2 separate regions of the Zea mays genome follow, and region 1 is linked to region 2. Evidence: chromatin contacts called from public Hi-C data. All regions are on one chromosome and are shown on one strand. The core of a region is the stretch at or near the end of the contact, and the rest is flanking DNA. Distances in the headings are between cores, read along the strand shown.

Region 1 (5,379 bases), core at 546-3,045, 290 kb before region 2:
GCACCTAGGACATAATTTACCTTGTATTTATTTATGTAACAGATGTTTGGCAACAGCTAGCAGATGCATCACCTTCATGTTTAATTTGCTCACAGTCCACTTCGTTTTCGTTTGGTAGGCGCACCCATATCTGCCAGAATCGGACAAGGAAGAGCTCTGCCGGGTGATGGACTGCCAGAAGCTGTCCCTGGAGGCCTGCACACACGCGGCGCAGAACGAGCGCCTCCCGCTCCGTGTCATCCTGCAGGTCCTCTTCTTCGAGCAGCTCCAGCTGCGGAGCTCCATCGCGGAATGCCTCATGATCTCAGAGCCCCTAGACGGCGGCGGCGGCTTCTCGCGGCAGCTCGGCGGCCTGCCTGTCTCGGGCGAGCACCTCCGCGGCGCTGGCTGGCCCCTGGCCGCCAGGGAGAACCAGACGCTGCGGGAAGGTATGGACAGCATGAAGCAGCGCGTGTCGGAGCTGGAGAAGGAGTGCTTTGCCATGAAGGAGGACATCGAGCGGCTCGGCCGCAGCAGGAGCGCGGGCAAGAGCAGGTTCCCGTTCGCGCTCGCCGCAAAGCCCCACGTCTGCGGCACCAAGGACAAGGAGGCTGCTCCGGAATCGTCAAAGTCGGAGACGTCAAAGTCGAAGGCAGCGGCGGCGACCAGGAGCGATGACAAGTTGGCTGTGGTCAAGGGCGGTGCCGCTGCCGCCGGTGATGGCGGGCCGCAGCTGAAGCACAGGAAGCACAAGACGAGCCTGTCTGCCTGTTAGTTTTTAGATATCTACAAGCACACAGTATAGGCCCTGAATGAACAACGACTGTGAGTGAGAGACGCTATCGATGTGATGCTCATTTTTTTTTCTTGGACATTTGCTCAGTGAAAAATGCATAGCGTTACCAGCGTGTCTTGGACTTCCAGCTGTACCATGCTTCCCCGTTGTGGTTGTACATGTCCATGAATCGGAAAAGAATTTACTAGTAGAATCCTACCGAGTTCCTGTGAATTACTGGGGTTCCAAACCGTCTCTCAAACTCAAACCTCAAACTTGAAAGGGATCCGCATTGATTTTGATAAATGTATTGTCACTTGTTCTTCTCAAATTGGGTGGATAACTGAACTGCACTACCTGTTTGTCTGTCGTTGTATTTCTGTTGGTTCTTTCATTCTAAACTATAAATCGCTTTGACTCCTGCTCTAAACCACAGTATAAATTGCTTTGACTTCTTTTTACCTCGATTTTGTCATCATATACCAAAACAAAACACTTGTGCCTAAGATATATGGCAAAATCTATGTACCAAAAAAACTTGGAGTATTTTGAATTCAAATGTGATTTCATTGGACCGCTGAAAGTGTGATATACTTAGAATATCTCCAACCAAAAGTATGATATGAGTCCCTATATCATATTATTAAAAAATATATTATGTTATTTAGAAAATAAAATGTTAGAAATAGTATATAAAATGGGAATAGGGCTCCAGTATATAAGTCAATATATTTAGAACTCGAGAGACCAAGCCTATAATTATTGATGAAATTTTGTAAGATAAGACTTTTGTTGGAGCATGTTTTAGTCCTACATTTCAAAATAGGATTCTGTTTAGGGCTTCTCTTCAAGATGATATTTCAAGCATGTGGTGGACTGCTCGTTTCTTGCGGCTGTTTGGGTCTGCAGCTGTACAGCACAGCCCATAGGCTGCAGCCCAAACAGCTGCTTCTTGCTATTTGGGCAGTTGGGCTGCAGCTAGCCAGCTACACAGCACAAGCACAACCCATCAGCTGCAGCCCAAACAGCTGCCCAGAACAGTGCAGCCCATCGGCTGCACCCGGACTTTCCCTTCTCGTTCCAGCGGCCTCGAGTCTGGAGAGGACTCGCCTGTTCTAGGGTTCGGTGCCCAGTCGCTGCTCGCGTCTCCGCCCTCCGGCCAGGTCACTGGCGCTAGGAGGCGCTAAATCGAGTTGGCGACGCCTCCCTCACCCGTCCCCGATCGACGTCGGGAGGCATTCCTGGCGGCGTCAGCGTCGGCGTCGGCGTCCCCGCACGCGCGCACTACTGACTCATCTGTGCAGATCGAGCCGTCAGTGAGCATGACAGATCTTCCTTTATAAGAAGAGTTGACAATGTGTGAGCATGACTGCATGAGACCTTTTACTGCGTCATATATTTTCATTGTAATTTATATACGCGTCACACTTATTTTTCAACTTGACATATTAGGACATGCCTCCATATCAGTTCATGTTAACATAGAAACGTCCTCCATATTATGAGTCAATGATCCACTCTGTTTTTTATGCAACTTCAAAAAGCAATGGACATTCCTAGGGGGCGTTTGGCTTGAAGATAATCACTCTCAACCAGCCAAACGTTCAAAATTCCAACTGATTCAGGTGGGGGCAGGAGAGAATCATTTCTTCATTTACACTAGGAGCTAAAAAAACATTCTTCACCCTGCTGCCTATTATATTGTGGTGGGGATCAGCAGAGAAATTATCATCAGCTTACCACCTTGTTCCCTCCTAGGAATCCAATGGAATCCTCAATCAAAGAATCAAGGAGTAGAGCTGAAGAATCAGGAAGTGGAGCTCTCCCAAAGTGGGTCCTATGTTGTCAACCTAATCCAAGCAATAGCTGCAAACAGCTCCCTTGAACATATGTATTCATGTTGCTGCATGTACTAATTCTACTTCTATCTTTTGGTTGGTCCCTGAAAAAACAGCTTCTGTTAATTTCGATAACCGGCATTCAGCTCTAGAAGATAGCTGTTGCAAGGTAAGTTTTGGATCCATGTATTGCAGCTTCCTTTCAAACTAAATGGCACTCCTGCAGAACATTTTGTTTGCAACATTTTTTTTGCTCCTAGAGTTCAATTTTAGGCCAACTCAAATGTAAGTGCAGTTCCAGCCCGAGTACAACTATGGAATAGTGCAGGCACCTACTGATTGGAAATTTGTGTTTGCGCATGACCTGTTCTATCATGCACATAGTTTTCTAGGCATGCACATGATACAATTATTAGTTAGAAATTCAGGCGATAAACAAATATCCTGATAATTCTGACTGGTTAGTGAATTTTCAGATACGCCACTGGAGGGTGACAACTCTGGCTTACTCCTCGACGTCATCATGCTCTGCACCTGAAGTTTGTGGCTACGATCTGCATACAACTCCAGCGAGGCACAACCCCGTCGAGGCAAGTGTTAGCTAACTTTCCTTGTATCCTGTTGTTGGTGATGCACGTGTGGCGTATAGATCTTGTAATCAGAAAGACATGTAAAAAGGAAAAGTGACGCGCAGATGGATCGATGCCGTGCTCACTGGGACGACACCACCACAAGAATATTCCTGGACCTCTGCATCGCCGAGAAGGAAAAGCAGAACTACAACAGCAAGGGGTTGACCAAGATAGGGTGGCACAATCTGTACCGCAACTTCAAGGAAGAGACACGCAGGTCTTATGATACCAAGCAGCTGCAGAACAAGTTCAACGGCCTGAAGAGGATGTACAGCCTGTGGAGACTGCAGAACGACAAGGCTGGACCTGGAGGAGGAGGCGGGTGGGACAAGAGTTCGAGCACTGTTACACAGGATGCTGACGGATGGGACAACCAGATCACGGTAAGTACAGCCCGTTGTGCTTAATGCCAGTTCTTGCTTTCTGTGAGTTTAACAGTGCCACCGTTAGCTGGACATCTGTGGTTATTAAATTGCAGAATGGTTTATTCTGAATGGTCGGTCCTCTTACCTTACGTATTCGCCGTTGCTGGCTAGCAGGAGACCAGTGCAGCAGAAGACTTCCGTGGCAAGGCGCTCGCGCACGAGGACGCGCTCGCCGTTCTTTTCGGCCCCAAAGACGGCACAAATTCGCCGTCCGTAGGTGGTGGCGCCGGTGACAGAACACCAGGCGGGGGCGGAGGAGGCGAGGAAGAGAACCATGCTCGAGCGTCAGGGGACAATGCCGCTTGTCCGGAGGAGAGCCTGGGGTGTTACAGGTCTGGCCGTGCGTCCCCATGGTCAAGCCAGGACCACCACATCCACATGGTCGGCAGCCGCCCAGCCAAGAAGCCTAAGAACACGGGGTACTATGCCGAAGGCGTGTCCGAGAGCATGCTCGGAAGCAGGAACGAGAGCAGCAGTGCCATCAGGCGTGAGCAAGAAGAGGTGGTAGAGTTGCTGCAGCTCGTAGAAAAGGACGGCGTGTCTCAGGGATCTGAGCTGTTCTTCATAGCTACTGAGCTGTTTAGGTCGCCGATCCGACGCGCGGCATTTAGGTGCATCACCACTCCGAAGAACCGAGTTGCATGGCTCCGGTGGACTTGGGACAATGTTAAGATGTGATGATGGCGGCGTTCTTGCTTAGTTTTCAGTTGCCTGTACTGAGAATTCTTCCTCGGGCAGTTCGTGAGAAACTAGTTGTATTGTATTATACCCTGTCCTGTCCGTTCTTTTTTATTTGTCGTGTTTTAGTTGCGACAAATATTCGAGATCGGATTTAGTATTATTGTAAATATATACAGATTTCCAGCACAGCGCGTTCTGTCAATATATACAATGCACACATAAAAGTAGTTAGGGTACTCTACTAGCTGAGGAGGACAAGTAGTCACCATGATGTTTTCTTAGTTACAACCCCAAGTGCAGAACGTAGCTACGGCTGCACCAATTTATCGGAAAATCGAAGCAGCAGGACCAGGATGCATAGGAAAATAATGGCGACTTCAATGACTGCATCTAAGCCCATCAATTGCTCTGCCATTTTATTGAGAGTTTCATGCCCAAGCACCTGTCAAAACATGAGCTTTAGAGCAGGTGTATCTTCCAAATATCAACAAATCAAGTGGTATATATATTATAGAGAGAGATTTAAGTGCCATGAGTGACAAAAAACAGGTGAATCGCCACTAACATGTACTCTATGAAAACAAAACGGTCTGATCTGTTCAACATATGCGAAAACGTTAATTTCTTATATTGCATGGGCGAGAGATAATATAATCCATGATAAGGACATAGGGAAGGAACTCAAACCTCCAAATGGTAGTTTAACTTAACAGGGAGGTTCTGCTCTGCATGTCGGACACAGTAATGTAGCATATCCAGTACAACCATATCAGTTTGGTCATCATCGGATCCTATGTACAACGTATCAGATACTACACTCAGAAATGTTCCATATTATATCATGATAAAAAAAAGTACTGATGCCATACCTGGTATATCATAAATTTGCTGGGCAGGAATATCTAGTAGCTCTGCTAACTCAGCTTGAACGTGAACACGTTGCTGTATCGACAGTCTATCACCATGTGTGACAACAACAACAGGTTTATCATCTGCGATAAAGATTGTTATAGCCACATGATGTCTACAACAGCAATCATAAATCTATC
Region 2 (5,527 bases), core at 1,843-4,342:
AGAGATGTAGTGGACTCATGCTTGGGCTTCTATGCAAAAGATGCTGCCCCGGTTTACGACTACAGGAGCCCAACAAACAGGCAGGCCCATCTTGGCCGGCATGGAAGGAGGAAACCCTAGCGCTCCTGCTCCCTCCAACACTATAAAAACCACGGCCGCAGCCGTTTATCAGCTAGGTTAAAGCGACGCCGCCGCCGCAAGCCGTCCGCCTTGCCCTTCACGAAGGCTTGGTCCTCCTCCTTGTATCTCCACTCCCCCCTTCACAGATCCGTTCCTCCAGCTAGGGTTAGCGTTCCTCTGCAGCGATGGCGATCAAGCGGACTAAGGCGGAGAAGAAGATCGCGTACGACAAGAAGCTGTGCAGCCTGCTCGATGAGTACACCAAGGTGCTCATCGCCCTGGCCGACAACGTCGGTTCCAAGCAGCTCCAGGACATCCGCCGGGGCCTCAGGGGCGACTCGGTGGTGCTCATGGGGAAGAACACGCTCATCAGGCGTTGCATCAAGGTGTACGCCGAGAAGACCGGTAACCACACCTTTGACCCGCTCATGGACCTCCTGGTCGGCAACGTAGGCCTCATCTTCACCAAGGGAGACCTCAAGGAGGTGCGCGAGGAGGTCGCCAAGTACAAGGTGAATAACTGTAGTTTTTTCCGGCACCTGTTGTTTGCTGTTACCTGTTAATGCGAACATCACTTGCTCGGAGTAGCAATTCGATGGCTCACGGCACAAAATTTATTTTTTATGCAAATTGTGTCGTACGTGTCCCGTACTCTTGGAGAGATGTCACGTATAGTAGATTTAAATTCACATCGAGTTGCCTGGATATAGCTCTGTGCAACTCGGGTCCGTGACCTGGATATAGTCGTTCTGTTATGCTATTGTCCTGCACTAAATACTTGCAGATTGTTTTGTTAGGGCCATGTTTGTATACACATGTCTAATTACTAGTTAGTGCTAAAAATTAGCCAAACTTAGCTATAGTTAGCTAGCTAGTACTCTAGCAACTAGTTGAAGACTTCGCAAAAGAAATAGCCTACCAATTAGCTCCCCTGTTTGGATGCACCAGAGCTAAATTTGTCTATTTTTAGATAGGTAGCAATTAGTTCATGCACCCAAACATGCTCTTTGTATGTATTGAGGATTCTATATTCATAGCATTGTTTCACATTCAGTTGGTAGCTTAGCTGTAAAAGTTTGTTACTGTATTGTGATATCGCTTATTGCACTTGTGAGACTAAATTTAAATTCACGTCTATGTATATATCGCTTTAAGAATGTCTGGGCTTAGTTTCATGATTAAACATCTCTGATAATAGCATAACAAGTCAGTTTTTCATGCACCATATCTGTCCTATGTTGATAGCCATAATGTGGAAGCATATGTGTTGTAACACTTTTTGATGTTGTTTATCATTGTTGTTTCTGTTACACATACACTACCAATGTCAAGCTATTATTCATTATTAATAATAATGACAATTTGATGTGTTTTTGCTACAGGTGGGGGCTCCTGCTCGTGTTGGTCTGGTTGCTCCAGTTGATGTTGTTGTGCCCCCTGGCAACACTGGGCTGGATCCGTCCCAGACCTCTTTCTTCCAGGTGACCTTGGAAGCAACACCTCTGTGATACAGCTAAAATGCAAGCACACAAAGGCGCTTTTCTCATTTGTCATTTGTTCCAGGTGCTTAACATCCCCACCAAGATTAACAAGGGTACCGTGGAAATTATCACCCCTGTGGAGCTGATCAAGAAGGGTGAAAAGGTGGGCTCGTCCGAGTCTGCCCTGCTCGCCAAGCTGGGTATCCGCCCCTTCTCGTACGGCCTCCAGGTCACCAGTGTCTACGAGGATGGGTCCGTGTTCAGCCCTGAGGTGCTTGACCTTTCCGAGGAGGACCTGATTGAGAAGTTTGCCACTGGTGTCTCCATGGTTGCCTCCCTGTCACTGGCGATCTCGTACCCGACCCTTGCTGCTGTGCCCCACATGTTCATCAATGGGTACAAGAATGTGCTTGCTGTTGCTGTCGAGACAGACTACTCGTACCCACATGCTGACAAGATCAAGGAGTACCTCAAGGTAAAACTTGTTTTCTCGGGCTATGGTAGTTGTTAAGCAACTCAAGGCCTTGTATAATTCTGGTTTAATTTGATTACAGTCCATATCTATGAACGTGTCTTGTTGGCATTTAAACTACCATGCATACCTATGCTTCTTTGTCCATATCATATGTACTGTATCATCAGATCACGATGTAGCTAGTTTATGTCTTGGAACCATGTGTTTTGAGGTATTCTAATTTCTGTGTTTGGTTTTGCAGGACCCAAGCAAGTTTGCTGTTGCCGCCCCGGTTGCTGCTGGGGACTCTGGCGCTGCAGCTGCTCCCAAGGAAGAAGAGAAGGCTGCGGAGCCTGAAGAGGAGTCGGACGAGGAAATGGGCTTCAGCCTCTTCGACGACTAGAGCTGCTGTTTTCGTCAAACTGCTGCAAGTTTTGGCTTTTTTTTTTATCATCTACAAGTACTGTTTCCTATATTTTTTAGCAGACAAATTATCGTGTGTAATCGACAATGATATCTCCTTAAATTTTAAGTACCTGTGTTGTGTCACTCGGGTTGATGCTGTTTACCTAACAAATCCGTTTGGATTTTTTTTGCGTAAAAGATTGGTTAGTCTCCGAACTAGAGTTCAGCACATCTTTCATCTTTCGGCGAAAGATGAAAGTGTCATGAAACTTAACGTTGCCCAGAAGCTTGGCCCAAGTTAAAATCACATTGTCCGAAATTCTAAATGATTGATGCACTTGAAATTCGAAGAAATATGCTGCACACACAGCAAGTCGGGTCTGTAGGCAGAACCGCCAACAGTCAGCACCTGCTTAATCAAATATAAATAGCATCGTCTCACTTTTTTTCCCAACTAGTGTGTGATCTGTGTGTGAGTGTGAGATTGGTTCAAATTCCTATTTGAATTTTAGCCTTTTTTTACTATTTAAACATGGGAGCAGGCTACCCATTAGTAGGTGGTACCGTGGTAGTCAGCGGTCAGCACAGCCTTCCCTAACTATCTCGTCAATCGTCAGCTGCACTGCAATCTGTGGTCGCAACGCAACGTCCCCCGTCGTGGCCGCGTGCTATCTTCCTCCTCCCTCCCTCCTTGCCGCACGCGTCAAACCTTGCAAAGAGAGTTCGGTCGACGGCGCCAGCCGGCGATGGCAGCGCCGCGCCACCGCCAGGGCCACATTGCGCAGTGCCTTGGCAGGATCCTCGCCTGCCGCGGCAGCGCCACCGCCGCCGTCGCTGCCGGCCCAGGCGGCCGACGGCTCACCGGCGCGGAGTTCGTCGACGGCGTGCGGAGCCTGGCCGCTGGCCTCGCCGACCGCGGGGTGCGCCCTGGCCACGTCGTCGCCGCCGTCGCCCTCAACAGGTACCTGCCTGCTTACCTAGGCGCATGGAATTCGTTAGCCGCGGAAACGATCGGGGGCTGAGCCATTGCTGTACATGAACGCAGCGTCGAGTACGTGCAGCTGTTCCTCGCCGTCACCTACGCCGGAGCCATCATCGCCCCTCTCAACTACCGCTGGGTGCGTGCGTGCTCCTCCACTTCATCTCCTTTTCTCGGTTCTTACAGCACACAGCACTCACTCCGGCAAAGAGTGCAAGTAAGTTTCGTCGTCGTCTCCCCCTGTTCTGAAGCAGAGCTTCGAGGAGGCGGCGCAGGCGGTGGAGCTCGTGCGGCCGACGGCGTTCGCCTTCGACGGCGCGTTCAGCTCCTGGGCGCTTCGGCTGATGGAGGGCGACAGGTTCCCATCCATCGGCCTCTACCTCCTCCTGGGCGATCCTTGCAGGACCGGCCGCGCTGCTGCAGGTTGTGGTGAGGTTCTTGCTTGCGTTGCATGCGTGGGCATTACAAGAGACTCTGCACGCACCTAGCACTTGCAATTTACACACGCTTGCTTTCGTCTTGGACACATGTTGGTTTCAGCTGTACCCATTACCGACGTCACGGGGAGCCTCGGCGGAGCTACGGCAGCGGCGGCGATGGAGCCCGTGTCGGCTCCAGACGACATTGCTCTAATATGCTTCACATCCGGTGAAAAAACCAGGCTGTTACAGAACGAATAGAATTGAAATCGAGAAACTTGGCTACAGGATGTATAGCTGATGGTACGTACTCTGATTCTGATCCAACCAGGAACCACGGGGCGGCCCAAGGGCGTAGCGATAAGCCACACGTCCTTGATCATCCAGTCCCTCGCCAAGATCGCCATTGTCGGCTACGGCGAGGACGATGTACGTACGGTTTCAGGACCCCAACAAGCACTATCGCATACAGTTTCCATGCCATGTTAGCGACTCTTTACGCAGTTCAGGACTCAAGAGAACCAAAAGTTGTATGACTTCCAGAATTTCGCATCCCTCTCTCTACTCTTCGGCCCCTGCAGGTTTACCTGCACACAGCGCCTCTGTGCCACATCGGAGGGGTCTCGTCGTGCATGGCAGTCCTGATGGCCGGAGGCTGCCACGTCCTGGCGCCGAAGTTCGACGCCAGGTCGGCGTTCGCCGCCATCCAGGAGCACGGAGTGACCTGCTTCATCACCGTCCCCGCGATCATGGCTGACCTGCTGTCCTACGCTCGGTAGCGATCTCCAGAGCACTCTGAAACCCTACGAGCCCCCGCAGGCCGCAGCCGCTGGTAGTGGTAGTCAAGTCACCTAACCGGAGTTTCTCCCGTCTTCTTCGACCAGGAAAGAGGAGATGGCGCCGGGCTGCGGGAGGACGACGGTGACCAAGATTCTGAACGGCGGCGGCGGGCTGCCGCTCCACCTCGTAAACGCAGCCTCGCAATCCTTTCCTCGGGCTGCTATTTTCTCAGCTTACGGTACGGCCGTACGGCGTTCTCTGCCAGTTAGCTCTTCAGTGTCATGAGGATTCATTCGTCGTGTGCAGACAGTAACACGTCGACTGGATTTCAGTAGCTCTGTAATCTGCAACAGGGATGACCGAGGCCTGCTCGTCTCTGACGTTCATGGCCCTCACCACGCCAAAGCTTCAAGAGCCGGAGCCGGAGCCGGAGACCCAACCGTGCGGCCACCACGGAGGTGTCTGCGTCGGCAAACCGGCGCCGCACGTTGAGATACGGATCGGCATGGATGACGACGGCACCACCGCCGGTTCTTCGCCGACCGGGAACGTCTTGACCAGAGGCTTGCACACCATGGTTGGCTACTGGGCAAACGGCAAGGCGGACTCATCCGAGTGTGACAGGAACGGATGGCTTGACACCGGAGACACTGGGTGGGTGGACGAGGAGGGTAATCTGTGGCTCTTGGGAAGGCACAAGGGCCGCATCAAGACCGGAGGCGAAAATGTTTACCCGGAAGAGGTACTCGTTGTTCCATGACCATTTCAGAGTTCAGACTCCACATGTCTTCTTCCATCCTCTAACAATGGCAGACATGTGAACATGTTGGTTTCACAACTAACGCCTGGAGTTGTTCAGGTTGAATCGGTGCTGTCCCAGCACCCCGGA

Evidence for each region. Hi-C and Micro-C count contacts between places; a contact is called where the count stands out from the background.
Region 1: a contact with region 2 is called in a Hi-C map of ear, with 5 times the contacts expected there. The contact joins the promoter of LOC100275163 here to the promoter of LOC100275595 in region 2. A contact is called at or near these places in 12 of 25 Hi-C or Micro-C datasets (bundle sheath, ear, endosperm and 4 more).

Annotation. Positions count from the first base shown.
Region 1 is chr6:15,093,659-15,099,037 of Zm-B73-REFERENCE-NAM-5.0, reverse strand. It overlaps LOC100275163, which reads left to right and starts at 1,795. Exons shown (of 6, transcript NM_001149319.2): 1 at 1,795-2,379; 2 at 2,513-2,584; 3 at 2,709-2,761; 4 at 3,069-3,182; 5 at 3,287-3,607; 6 at 3,764-4,517. The coding sequence starts at 3,287. The coding sequence ends at 4,327. It overlaps LOC100192849, which reads left to right. Exons shown (of 5, transcript NM_001358589.1): 5 at 119-964. The coding sequence ends at 754. It overlaps LOC100284079 (ATP binding protein), which reads right to left. Exons shown (of 8, transcript NM_001320189.3): 6 at 5,200-5,322; 7 at 5,018-5,121; 8 at 4,485-4,772. The coding sequence ends at 4,638.
Region 2 is chr6:14,801,070-14,806,596 of Zm-B73-REFERENCE-NAM-5.0, reverse strand. It overlaps LOC100275595 (putative AMP-dependent synthetase and ligase superfamily protein), which reads left to right and starts at 3,092. Exons shown (of 10, transcript NM_001149645.2): 1 at 3,092-3,421; 2 at 3,506-3,578; 3 at 3,694-3,868; 4 at 3,980-4,087; 5 at 4,190-4,287; 6 at 4,440-4,633; 7 at 4,743-4,876; 8 at 4,992-5,380; 9 at 5,498-5,527. The coding sequence starts at 3,207. LOC542454 (60S acidic ribosomal protein P0) reads left to right here and starts at 190. Exons shown (of 4, transcript NM_001371630.1): 1 at 190-632; 2 at 1,503-1,601; 3 at 1,684-2,076; 4 at 2,318-2,604. The coding sequence starts at 306. The coding sequence ends at 2,458.